Linked DNA regions of Anser cygnoides: region 2 is linked to region 1. The links are chromatin contacts, called in public Hi-C maps. All regions are on one chromosome and are shown on one strand. The core of a region is the stretch at or near the end of the contact, and the rest is flanking DNA. Distances in the headings are between cores, read along the strand shown.

Region 1 (5,106 bases), core at 353-2,852:
TCCGTGAGCCTCACTAGGATACACCTTCCACAACAGGGACGAAATGAGACTCTCAGGTTGTACCTGTCCTACAGTTAAGAGGTACTGAGGCTCTTAAAATCTGAAGTCTCTCTTAGCAGTAATGTAGAGAGTATAACATCTGTAATGAAGCTCTGTATCCTTCCTATTTCTGTCTGTGAGCACAGCTCCTCTGACGTTTGATGACATTACCTCTAAGGCCACAGATCTCTAAGAAATGCAAGGTAAGACGTGCCCATATGCTGCGGAGCCATCCAGCTCAGGAACCTGAAAGCAGTAGCCCATGAAGCAAAGCGTTCAGTGTTTCAGTGCATATGCACGTCCACGCTGGTGAGTCTTGCATGAAGAGGGCAGACAGTCCAGACATTTCTTTTTTTTTTTTTTCTTCCTCTCTGCTCCCCAGGAGAGGAGGAAGCTACAGCCAAAACTTTTTAAATGCTCACTTGCTAAAGTATTTCATGCACGTAGAGACATACCACAAAATAAGCTTCGAGTTGCAGGTCAAATCAAATTCCTGCGTCTAATTTTTTAAATGGCAAAGAGACATTAATTTAGTACCGTAACTTTAGCTTTACGAAGTCTTTACCGGCCTAGTAAGCAGGGGGGGTTAACTCTAAGTTTACCACATATATCTGTTAATAAATAACTAAAAAAAAAAAAATCAGGAGAAACTTTCTGGCTGTTACTTTTAAGCATGGGCCCAGGTAGATCATGACAGGCAACCTCGCGTGACCCTGCCCTGAAACGAAGGCGTTACAGTTCTACTGCTGCCAGGGCGGGCCAGCCGGGGTAGGCGGCTGCAGCGCGGGGCATCCCCGCCGCCCTGCCATCCACCCCCCAGCAGCGCTTTAATGGCAACCAACCCCCGAAGCGCCGGCTCCCCTGCTGCAGGGCCAGCAGGAAGGCGCTGCCGGGCCACCGGGCTCACGCCGCAGCCACTTTCCCCAACTCCCGGGGCCTCGCAGCCCCCCCCCCCCCCCCCCCGTCGGCACCGACTCGCATCCCTGCTTCGTCGCGGCGGCCGGGGGGAAGGCCAGCAGCACCCGCGGTCCTGGCGGCCCCCCTCTCACCTGCGTTGTAGAAGCGGTCCAGCACGGCGGTCTCGCCGAAGTCCAGCTTGCCGAAGTGCAGCGTCTCCAGCGTGGCGCCCACCACGTCGCACGCCTCCCGCAGGCTCTGCAGGGCGCCGCTCTCCGCCGCCAGCAGCGGCCCCTGGCTCGCCTCGTTGATCACGTAGGTGACCGCCGTCCGACGCCCTTGGCCCTTGGCCCTCGCCGCGATGCCGGTGCCGGCCCCGTCGTCGCCCCACGGCTCGGGCTGGAGGCTGCGGGCGCCGCCGTCGGCCCCTTGCCCCCGCCGGCCGAGCCCCTCCTCGGCGCCGCCGCCGCCGCCGGCCGGAGGGCCGGGCACCGAGAAGCTGACGGTCCCCTCGCCGCCGTCGCTCATCCCTGCGGAGCCGCCACCGCGCCGCCCGCCCGCCCCGGGCCGCCCTGCGCGCTCCTGCCCGGCTGCTCAAGCGGGGAGCGGCGGGGCCGGGGCTCGGGGCTCCCCCGCGGGGCTAGCGGGGGCTGCCGGAGGCGAGGGGACGAGAGCCGGCGCCCGCCTCCGGCACCATCGCTTCTCCCGAGCACCTGCGGGGCCACGCGGCGAGCCGGCCCCCGGCGGGCGGGCGGGCGGGCGGGCGGGCGGGCAGCCTTCCTCCTCCTCCTCCTCGCCGCCCCGGGGAGCTCCCTCGCTCGCCGGCTCTTCCCCCAGCCGCCCGGGCGCAGGAACCACTTGTGGGCAGGCTCCCCGGCGCCCCCGGTTTAGCGGAGCGGCAGCTGCACGGCGACTGGAGGCCGGGCGGGGGCGGCCCCAGCGCCGCGCTCCTCCCTCCGGGGCCGCTCCCGAGCCGCCCTCTCGCTGCCCGGGGGCGGCCCCGGGAAGGGCGGGCGGCGGGGCCGGGTCGGGCCCCTCAGGGCTGGGGCTCGGTTGTTCGGCGGTGCTGGGGCCCGGGGATCCTGTGCGGCTTAGGGCGGCGGGAGGCGCCGTGGTGGTGGGAGCCTCACGGCGGGGTTTGTTTGTGGGGTAGCCGTCGAGGGAGGGGTCCTCTGAGGAGGTCCTTTGGGATTTGGAATAACGTGTGACGCGAGGTGTGAGCGCCTCAAGCCCTCGGGCTGTCTGCAGGCCTAGAGCGAATCCCTGAGAAATGCGAAGTGGGTCTGGGGAGGAAATGAAGTGCAGAGCTCTACGCTGTTTCTGGAGCGAAACAGAGTGAAATCAGTTTATTTGTTCATTTATTTATTTGACCGGGCATTCTGTTAAGTAGATACAGGAGAAACGTAAAACCTTGGATCACCTAGGTTGGAAAATACGTTCAAGATCATCACGTCCATCAACCTGGCCTACTGAGTGACGCCCCTGAACCACATCCCTTAGTGCCACATCTACGCAGCTTTTAAATACCTCCAGGGATGGAGACACCCCACCTCCCTGGGCAGCCCATTCCAATGCCAAACCACCCCTTCCATGAAGAAATTCTTCCTGATACCTGATCTAAACCTCCCCTGGTGCAACCTGAGGCTGTTTTCTCATGTCCTATCACTTGTCGCTTGAGACAAGGCACTGACACCCTCCTGACTGCAACCAACCAACACCACCCTTGCTGCAACATGGAGCTAAATAGCACTCTATATATTCAGAATTATGTTAATATGGCATATCAATAGGTCCATCCTATTACAATTGATTTTGTGGAGGCAAATCAACTTGCTGGCATTAGCTGTTCCTATACCATTGTTTTCCATGACTGCTGTAGGAAGAGGATAAATTCTGGAATAATCAGGGAAAATTAGTCACTGTGGTACCTTCAGTAGCTCTGCTTGTGTTTGCGTTGATCAGTCCCCATTTTCAATGAGATATGCCTGGCATTTGCTTCTGCTGATAAGGAATGGGTAAATGGGGTGGGAAGATGACGAGCAAACGAAAGACTAATTTACAGGGGAAAGTTAATATTTGCTAATCTGCAATATACAGTAGGTTATTGTTTCTTGCTACAGTCAGAATGGCAATCAGTGTTTTCCTAAATAAAGTAGTTTTCCACAAAACACAGAATCAGTGTTAATCCATTCAGCATTGAAGTTACATCACCTTACAGGAAGCAAGAACAATATGTCTCTGTTGTTCTCTAGAACAACCCATGTTTGTCAAGTGCAGAAGGAAGTCCCGGACTGAAAGAAGACGGAAGAAGCATGCTATTCTACTTAGCGTTGCTGCCTTGTGAGGCCTGCTTCATTATTAGTACTGTGTCCATTCCAAATTCAAGACAGTTGTTCTATTGATTTGGCCGGGAGTGAGGATGAGGCCTAAACTGAAAAGAAATAAAGTAACAAAAATTCAGATTAATCTGGAATAACCCACACAAATTGTCCTTGTGTTTATATAGGAAAAGCATATCTCTTAATCTGTTAACTCTTTGAAGTGAGCAATCAGGTTTTTAGGAGTTCTTCTGTATGAATCTTTGAATAAACGATGATGATAATCATTCAAAGTTTATTTATTTATTTTTTTAATCAGCATAATATCCCATTTATTATCAGAAATATGTATACCTTGTTCACTTGTTACTCAAGTGCTGTGCAATTAACATCTTTAGCACCAGATGGTTTGCATATAATTACAATTCAGTATTGCCCTGTTCCTGCTCTGCCTGTTGCAAGGACAAAAACTTGCAACAAGCAGTTAGCTGTAAATTTGTTGAAATAATTCCCTCTCTCCCTTCCATGTTTTTATAGCTATACAACATTGGTCTCTAGATTTAAGTAATTATAGTTCTAAAGCTATATCCCAGAATCCAAGAACTTTCCAGTCTTATTAGTTTTAAATATAAATGCAATTTTTGTGAAAAAAACAGCACGTTATATGCCAAAGACTTGATTAAGCTACTCAAACTAGTGTTAACAAGATCCAAGAAAAAAGAAAAAGCATTTTGATTTAGAGAAATGAAATTTGAAGCCTATGCACAATTATCAGAACTCTGTCCAAGTTATATATTTTTCATGTATTCTGGCCATCAGTGTCCAGTTCAGGGAGAAAAATGGTACAAGACTAACTCTGCATTTTGAATTTTCTTGATAGTATTGGAGATTGATAGAATGGACCAAAATATATTGCTATAGGAATTTGCAAAAGTAAAGTCCAGTATGCTTCAGTTATGGGTGTAACAAATAAAATAAAATAAAATAAAATAAAATAAAATAAAATAAAATAAACTTGCAGATACAAAAATCCAAATGGGATGTACTCAAAAGTACATAAAATAATCCTTTTTCCATGAGCTTTAGGCCTGAACTCTTACAAGCAAATAGAAATGGTTAAACTGAAATAATAATAATAAAAAATTCCTAATAATTGTTATAAAAAAGTTAGACTAAGCCTATCCCTGCAGACAATCAGAAGTAGCCTTTATGTTCAATATAGAAAAGGCGGTGTTTTGTTATGGGGGAGCCAGCTGCTGATCTTTAAAAATGGTAGCTCTGTGATTAAGATAAACATTTAGAGCAATATTTAAGTACCAAGGGACAGGTAAATAAACTGGTGTTCACCGTGCATGGGTGCAGCTGCTCATGTAACAGTAACAGCATGGGGAATTATAACTTACCGAATTATTGCATGGTGCATATAATGACACTCAGCAAAAACTGCCGGAGCAATGTGGATATGTCACTGGGCATGGATATTTCTTGAAGGCCCTTTATTGTGACTATGGTGAAGGGAAAAATATGTGCTGTTCTTGCCTTCATACTTTTTTTTCCCTTTTTTTGTTTTTTCCACACAGCAAGTCTCACACTTCTTTATAAATCTCATCATCTTTCTTCCTCTGCTCCAATGTTTTTTCCTCCTCTCAGTTCTTTTGTTGTTTTAAACTTCCTGAAGCATCTCCATGCTAGTAGGCTCTTCCTTCCAGCTCCCACTAACCTCACTTTCCCTGTCTGACACTGTGAGACTTTTCCCTTCACATCCATTCCTGCAGCCGCTGTGGTTTCTTCAATTTCTTTGTTTTCACTCCTGCCTGTATTCTAACCTTATCGCAAACCTTGGGATACTAAA
Region 2 (5,932 bases), core at 3,329-5,828, 250 kb before region 1:
TCTGGCCACACAAAATTCTTTTTCCCTTGCTTTCTACCCTACGTGTGGAGAAAGAGGTGCTAGGCTGTCAAGCATTTCACCCCAATGCTAGAAAAATCTGGGAATTATAAAGGAAGCTGCTGCAGCTCCACAATACTTTAAATCAGAATAAGCTGGCACCACTAGCGTAAAGGAACAGTCCCACCTTTCCTACCCTTTGTTAGCTCCGTTCCTGATGGTCTTCTCCAGCGAAAGGATTTGTGCAGCCACACTGGGAATTGGCTCACAAAACATGGAACACCAGGACTGGTTTCAACACAAGTGACTTTTCTGATATGGCTCATGACACAGCCTCACAAACACTTGGCACAAAAAGCCCCAAAAACTTGGGCCAACACAGGGGAAGTTACAATAGCCAGCAGCCAGGACTGCTTCCTTTGGCAGCAGCACAATCCCCAAACTTCTCTGAAACTAGCTTGGGAAAAACAACCAGCAGCAATCAACCTGGATCTTTAGCTTTTTAACTTAAAAAAAAAAAAAAAAAGTGTAGGTTGCTGTGTCAAGGTTTGGTTCCCCCCCCCCCCCCCCCCCCCCTTTTTTTTAATGAAATTAATATTGGGTCACATCCAGGACCACAAAGAGAGTCAAGAGAAGTTTCTTACCATAACAGCATATGTTTGAGTGTCTTATACCAGCCTGAGCCAGTAAGCATGACCACCAAGCAAAACAAGATACACAACAGGATCAGGCTTATCCTACTGCAAGCAAAACAATGAAGAGGAAATAGCATTTGCTATGTTCGAAAGAAAAATAAAGGACAGAAAAGCTAACATTGACATTATTTCCAGTTTCTTTTAAACATTACTTTTAAGAGCCTCTACTTACGCCACTGATGTTAAAGCTTTCAGAGTACGGAGACCACAGATAAAACCTATCAGCTAAACACACCAACCTGGCAGCTCTACACCACATGGAAGTCTTTGACGACACTTTAGAACAGCTACCCAATTTACATTAGCAAACCACTATATTTTAGCTGTATTTTACTTACACTTATTTAGTAGCCTATATTACTCTTGCTTAAGCATTACTTGAAACCTGTCAGCAAGATTTAAGTCAAAAATCTTGTTAAAGTAATTCACAAGCTGTTGCCAAGATGCATTTTCATTCAGAGATTCAAGCTTACAAAGAAATAAGGATTACACAACCGGGACAAAACAACAAGGGGGGATAGGACAACCTTCAAGAAATCACACAGTATCTGTAACAGTCGCTGCTAAATTAGAAGTCAGTCTTAATGAGACAGTAGTGTCTGGCATCTATTCAGTGCTTGCCTACCTGCCACAAAATAACCACACTTTCTTATCCATTCTCTACATCCCAGCCTTTTTTCATATGCAAAAAAAAGTCCACAAGCTAACAGCAGTACATCACAAGTAAGAACAGAACACATTTCAGCACTGACTGTAAGATAATCATTGCCTAGAATACTACAAATACTAAACTACCATAATGAATTTAACTAAACTATCTTGGGTAGTACAAGTAAGAGCTAATAAACATTTTTCCTCCTCTTATTTTCTTCCTGTGTAAGATCATCTTCACAATACTCACACAGTTACAAAGACTAAACAGACCCACGTAAAAATTACAGCACAAGAACTCAACTGAAACAGTAAAATATACAAGGAATGTTTGTACATTCTATGTACAAAAAATACATTATTTTCCTAAATTATTTTCTTTATAGAAAACAATCTAATTGTAAATTAAGTTAAAAACCAGCATCCAAATATTAACAAAATCAGTTCTGTAAAACCATCATATGATTGACAGCTGTTCTTTGATGTAAAACAATAGGCAAATATTAGCATGTTTCTCCTCTAACAACACGGAAATCAAAATGACTATTTTTAAGAATTTTGTCTATACACATAAAGGCGTTGGTGTGTTTTTCGTTTTCCTAAGCAACAGGATATCTAACCTTGTTTTGTTTTTCTGTTGTTATTTAACAGTGTTTTGATATGCCCTTAGAGAGTGGTTTCTATGATCCCTTTGCAGGAGCCTGTGAGCACGCTGTGAACACAAAAAGGCTGTCTTCCTTCCCTTCCTTACTTGTGCCAACGCTGATATTCACCTAGGTGCTTGGTGAGCTGGATCAGTGAATTGATCCAGGACAAAACTACTCTGGAGAAAAAGACAAGGCTGACTTCTGAGCCACATCAGCTTCCAGACCCAGCTTACAGCAAGGCTGTGGGAGGACCAGTGCCAGCACAACGGCAAAGCAGCAATGCACTTTTTCACAATACCTTTGGAAAAACTCTCCCAGGTCAGACCGAACACAGCTGTAACCTGAAGACTTGCATTCTTCAGTAGTTTCCTTCACCTACCTCTGCTACAAGTAAACAAGCCCCAAATGCTCTGTGGCATTCCTCAAGCCCGTACACCACAATCGCTCCTTCACAACCAGCCTGAATCTAATCCATCCAAATACCGCACCCTAGCTACAAACAACAGCTCCCTGCTGACCCTTTTTAAATTCCTAAAACCACTCCAAGTTTTCTGCATCCCCAATGGCAACAGGAGCTTCTCCCCATACATGTGCTGTGCCACATCCCCAAGAAAGATACCCTCAGCTACAGCCTTCACCCATGGCCCTGCTGTTAGAGCCAGGCCCACAAAAGCCTTGCTCAAGCTGCGGAGTCAGCCGGTGCTGGAGAGAGGCCGTCACTGCCGAAGTACTGATACATGTAAGTCATTAAACCTCTTCCTGCCATTCAGCACTGCCTGTCATTCAACGCCAGAAGGGATGAGTAGGAGGAAGCAAGTCCTACCCTCCCTGCCACAAGAAGCTGCGTGCTTGAAGCGCTCCTCTAAACCAGTCTTTGCCCCTTCTTATTTAGCCCCCTTTTGTCTAGGGCAATGTGAAGAGAAAGAGAAAGGAGGAAGAGAAAGACAACAGCGAGACAGCATTTTCCTGGAACCCCACGCTCTAAATCGATCCCTTCCCACACTGAGAACAGCTATTCCGAGGGACGGTTTTATACACTTACAATAAACCAACCATTACTCAATCAAAACTCCTTTGTTTTGCATGCCCCTGAGTCCTTCTGTAGTAAAACGTAACAGCTACTGCCAGGGCCTAACTCTGATCTTCGCGATAAACAAGTGACGAGATGTAGCACCTTAGTAAAGGATTGCTACCACAGGCTGAAGAAAGATACCATTTTTTTTGTCAGAAAACCGAAGATCGCGAAACAGACAATAAACAAAGGGCAAGATGCTGCACAGGCTGCAGAGCACGCACTAGAACCGAGCAGGCCCCTCTCAGCAAGGGGCTCAAAACCCACTGCAACCCCCGACTGACGGTACTTCTGGGCAGGGCGGCTAAAGCTGAGGGAAGCGCGTTGTATTTACGGTACCAGCGCCTGACCAGCACTCACCCCCGAGGGGAAGCTCCTGCCACAGGCCCGATCCCGCGCAGGGCTCACCCCTATCCCCTCACGGCGCTCCCGCCTCACGGCGCTGCCCCTCACGGGGGGGGGGGGGCGCGGGCAGGCCGCCCCCAACCCCGTCCCCTCAGCTCTACCTTCGCTCCCGGGGGGGCTCCTGGGAGGGCTCCGCCAAGGGGCGAGGCCGCCGGGGCCCGGCGGGGGCCGCCTCAGGGCGCTGAGGGCCGGACCCGGCCCCTCCTCACCGGGGGGTGTGGGGGAAATGGCTGCGGCGCGCGGAGGTCACGCGGCGGGGAGGGGGGGAAGGGCGGGGCGCATGCACGGCGAGGGGGGGGGGGCGCCCCTCAGCCGCCCCTCAGCGCGGCCTCTTCCTCCTCCTCCTCCTCCTCTTCCTCCTCCTCCTCCCCGTCCCGGTCCCCGCCGCCCCGCGCTCACCCTCCGGCCGCGCGGTGTCACGGCAGCCCGCCGGCCATCTCCCGTCGGGGCGAAGGAGGCGGCGGCGGCGGGCGGGGCCCTCACAGGAACGAGGCACCATCGGCAGCGGGGGGGGGGGGGGGCGGCCGCCGCCGAGCCGCGCGTCACATCCGCCAAGGGCTGAGGGGGGGGGGGGGGAACGCCCGCCCCGCTCGCCGCCCCGCCGCCATCTTGGTTGTGGGTAGCCGGCCGCAAGGAAGATGGCGGGCGGCGGGGCGGAGCGGGGGGGGCTGCGGGTCCCGGCGCTGCCCTGCTTACCCCGCCGTGCCCCGTCCTCTCCTCTCCTGCCCTGCCCTGCGCTATGTCCCCCGCCCCATCGCTGCGCCGAGCCCCGGTGGCCGCAGCCTTTGTCCCCTCCCGCTCAGCCGCGAGGAGAAACCCGCCGGCTTTCCCCTCACGTCGTGGGGGTGCAGTGCCGCGGCGGCGTTACCTGCCGGGCAGGGAGCGCGGCCATCCACGGGCGGTGCCTGAGAGCCGCTGGCTGCGAAGCGGGGCCCGGCCAGCGGCTCAGCATCAAGCGGCATTGGCATCCGGCGGTGCCGCGTCCCAGGAAGGAGATGGGCTCGCGGCACGGCGGCGCTTTACTGCAGTCGCTTTTGCGGCAGGCGCCCGCACGGCGCTGGGTTGCGGCGCGTCAGCGCGGCGGGCCCCGGGAAATCACCTCAGGGCTCGCTGCCGCCGGGAGGTGCTCCGGGGGCTGCGGGGGAACGGCGTTCAGCGACACGCAGAGGCGTGTCGGCCGAGCGCGTCCTGAGGTGGCGGTTTACGCTGCTCAAATCACACGCTGCCGATATATTCTTAAAAAGGCAGAGTATTTATGAGGCAAGGCGATATGTAGAATCGAAGAATCATTAAGGTTGGAAAAGACCTTCAAGACCATCTGGTCCAACCATCCCCCTACCACCAATGTCACCCACTAAACCATGTCCCTAAGCACCACGTCCAACCTTTCCTTGAACGCCCCCAGGGACGGTGACCCCACAGCTACATAAATAAGAGCAGGAATAGATGGGTATGCACAGTTTTTGCCGAGTTTTTAAATTCAGGGGACATGGAGTGATACGCAGCCCAAACCAACTGATGGAGGAAAAAGGAATGGAAGATGGCAAGCAGACATAACCCTGAAATGTTGGTCTGCTCTCTTCCATGTAGAGAAAATAAAGCACTGCTTACTTACACCTAACCTATATGGCTGTTTTATCAATACAGTATATAATTTATTTTGGCTGCTAAGTACTTCACACATAACTTTCTAAGGAGGCAGCAACCAATGAATCGCCTGTGCCACAACAAAAACACAGTGGATGTTTTCGTTATGACCAGCTGCAGTTAACTGATGAGCAGCCTGGCCCACACACAAGTTCCCTTCCTCCTTTTTCACTTTTTCCTTTACGAGGTAACTAACCTGTAACTCAAGTGCAGCCCGTGTGCGACAGCTTTTGCTGTACACAACAATTAGACTGTTAATGTGGGAGTGCTTGACAATGAAATTGCGGGCTGGAGTCAGCTTGCTAGGGCTGGTAAGGTTTCCAGAATTCTTGTGGCTGCACACAGACATTTCTTAATGGCCCTGGAGACTTGTGTGATGCTTGTGTCATTTCCCTTCAGTGAATTTGCATATCAGCATAATAAGAGTTGGACTTGATGATCCTTGTGGGGCCTTGCCAACTTGAGATATTCTATGATTCTCTCCCCTCATTTTTCTGAGATATGTGGGATATATCTTATTGGGACAACTAGAAAGAGTGGTTACTTCTACTCTTCAGGTCTCCGTTGTATTTAAGACAACATAATAAGGGTCTAGAAGAAAAAATATATATTATAATATGAAACTTTTTTCAAATATATTTTAATTATTTCAACCATATTTGTCTAATGACAAATAGTACACTTTTTTTTTAAGCTTTGCTTACTGCCTTATTTTATCAGGAATTTGACATCTGGGCTGTAGGTTACATGATCCTTCGGTGCAACACCGGGACCTGGGCCTTGAAACACATCACACAGGTGGTTTTTGCAGGGTATTG

What was found. A called contact is a pair of places that touch in the nucleus more often than the background predicts.
Region 2: a Hi-C map of liver shows a contact between it and region 1, with 2.1 times the contacts expected there. The contact joins the promoter of BCLAF1 here to the promoter of MAP3K5 in region 1. A contact is called at or near these places in 3 of 7 Hi-C or Micro-C datasets (granulosa cells and liver).

The regions. Positions count from the first base shown.
Region 1 is chr3:60,554,695-60,559,800 of Taihu_goose_T2T_genome, reverse strand. It overlaps MAP3K5 (mitogen-activated protein kinase kinase kinase 5), which reads right to left and starts at 1,602. Exons shown (of 30, transcript XM_048075713.2): 1 at 1,089-1,602. The coding sequence starts at 1,464.
Region 2 is chr3:60,805,042-60,810,973 of Taihu_goose_T2T_genome, reverse strand. It overlaps BCLAF1 (BCL2 associated transcription factor 1), which reads right to left and starts at 4,578. Exons shown (of 12, transcript XM_048075720.2): 1 at 4,336-4,578.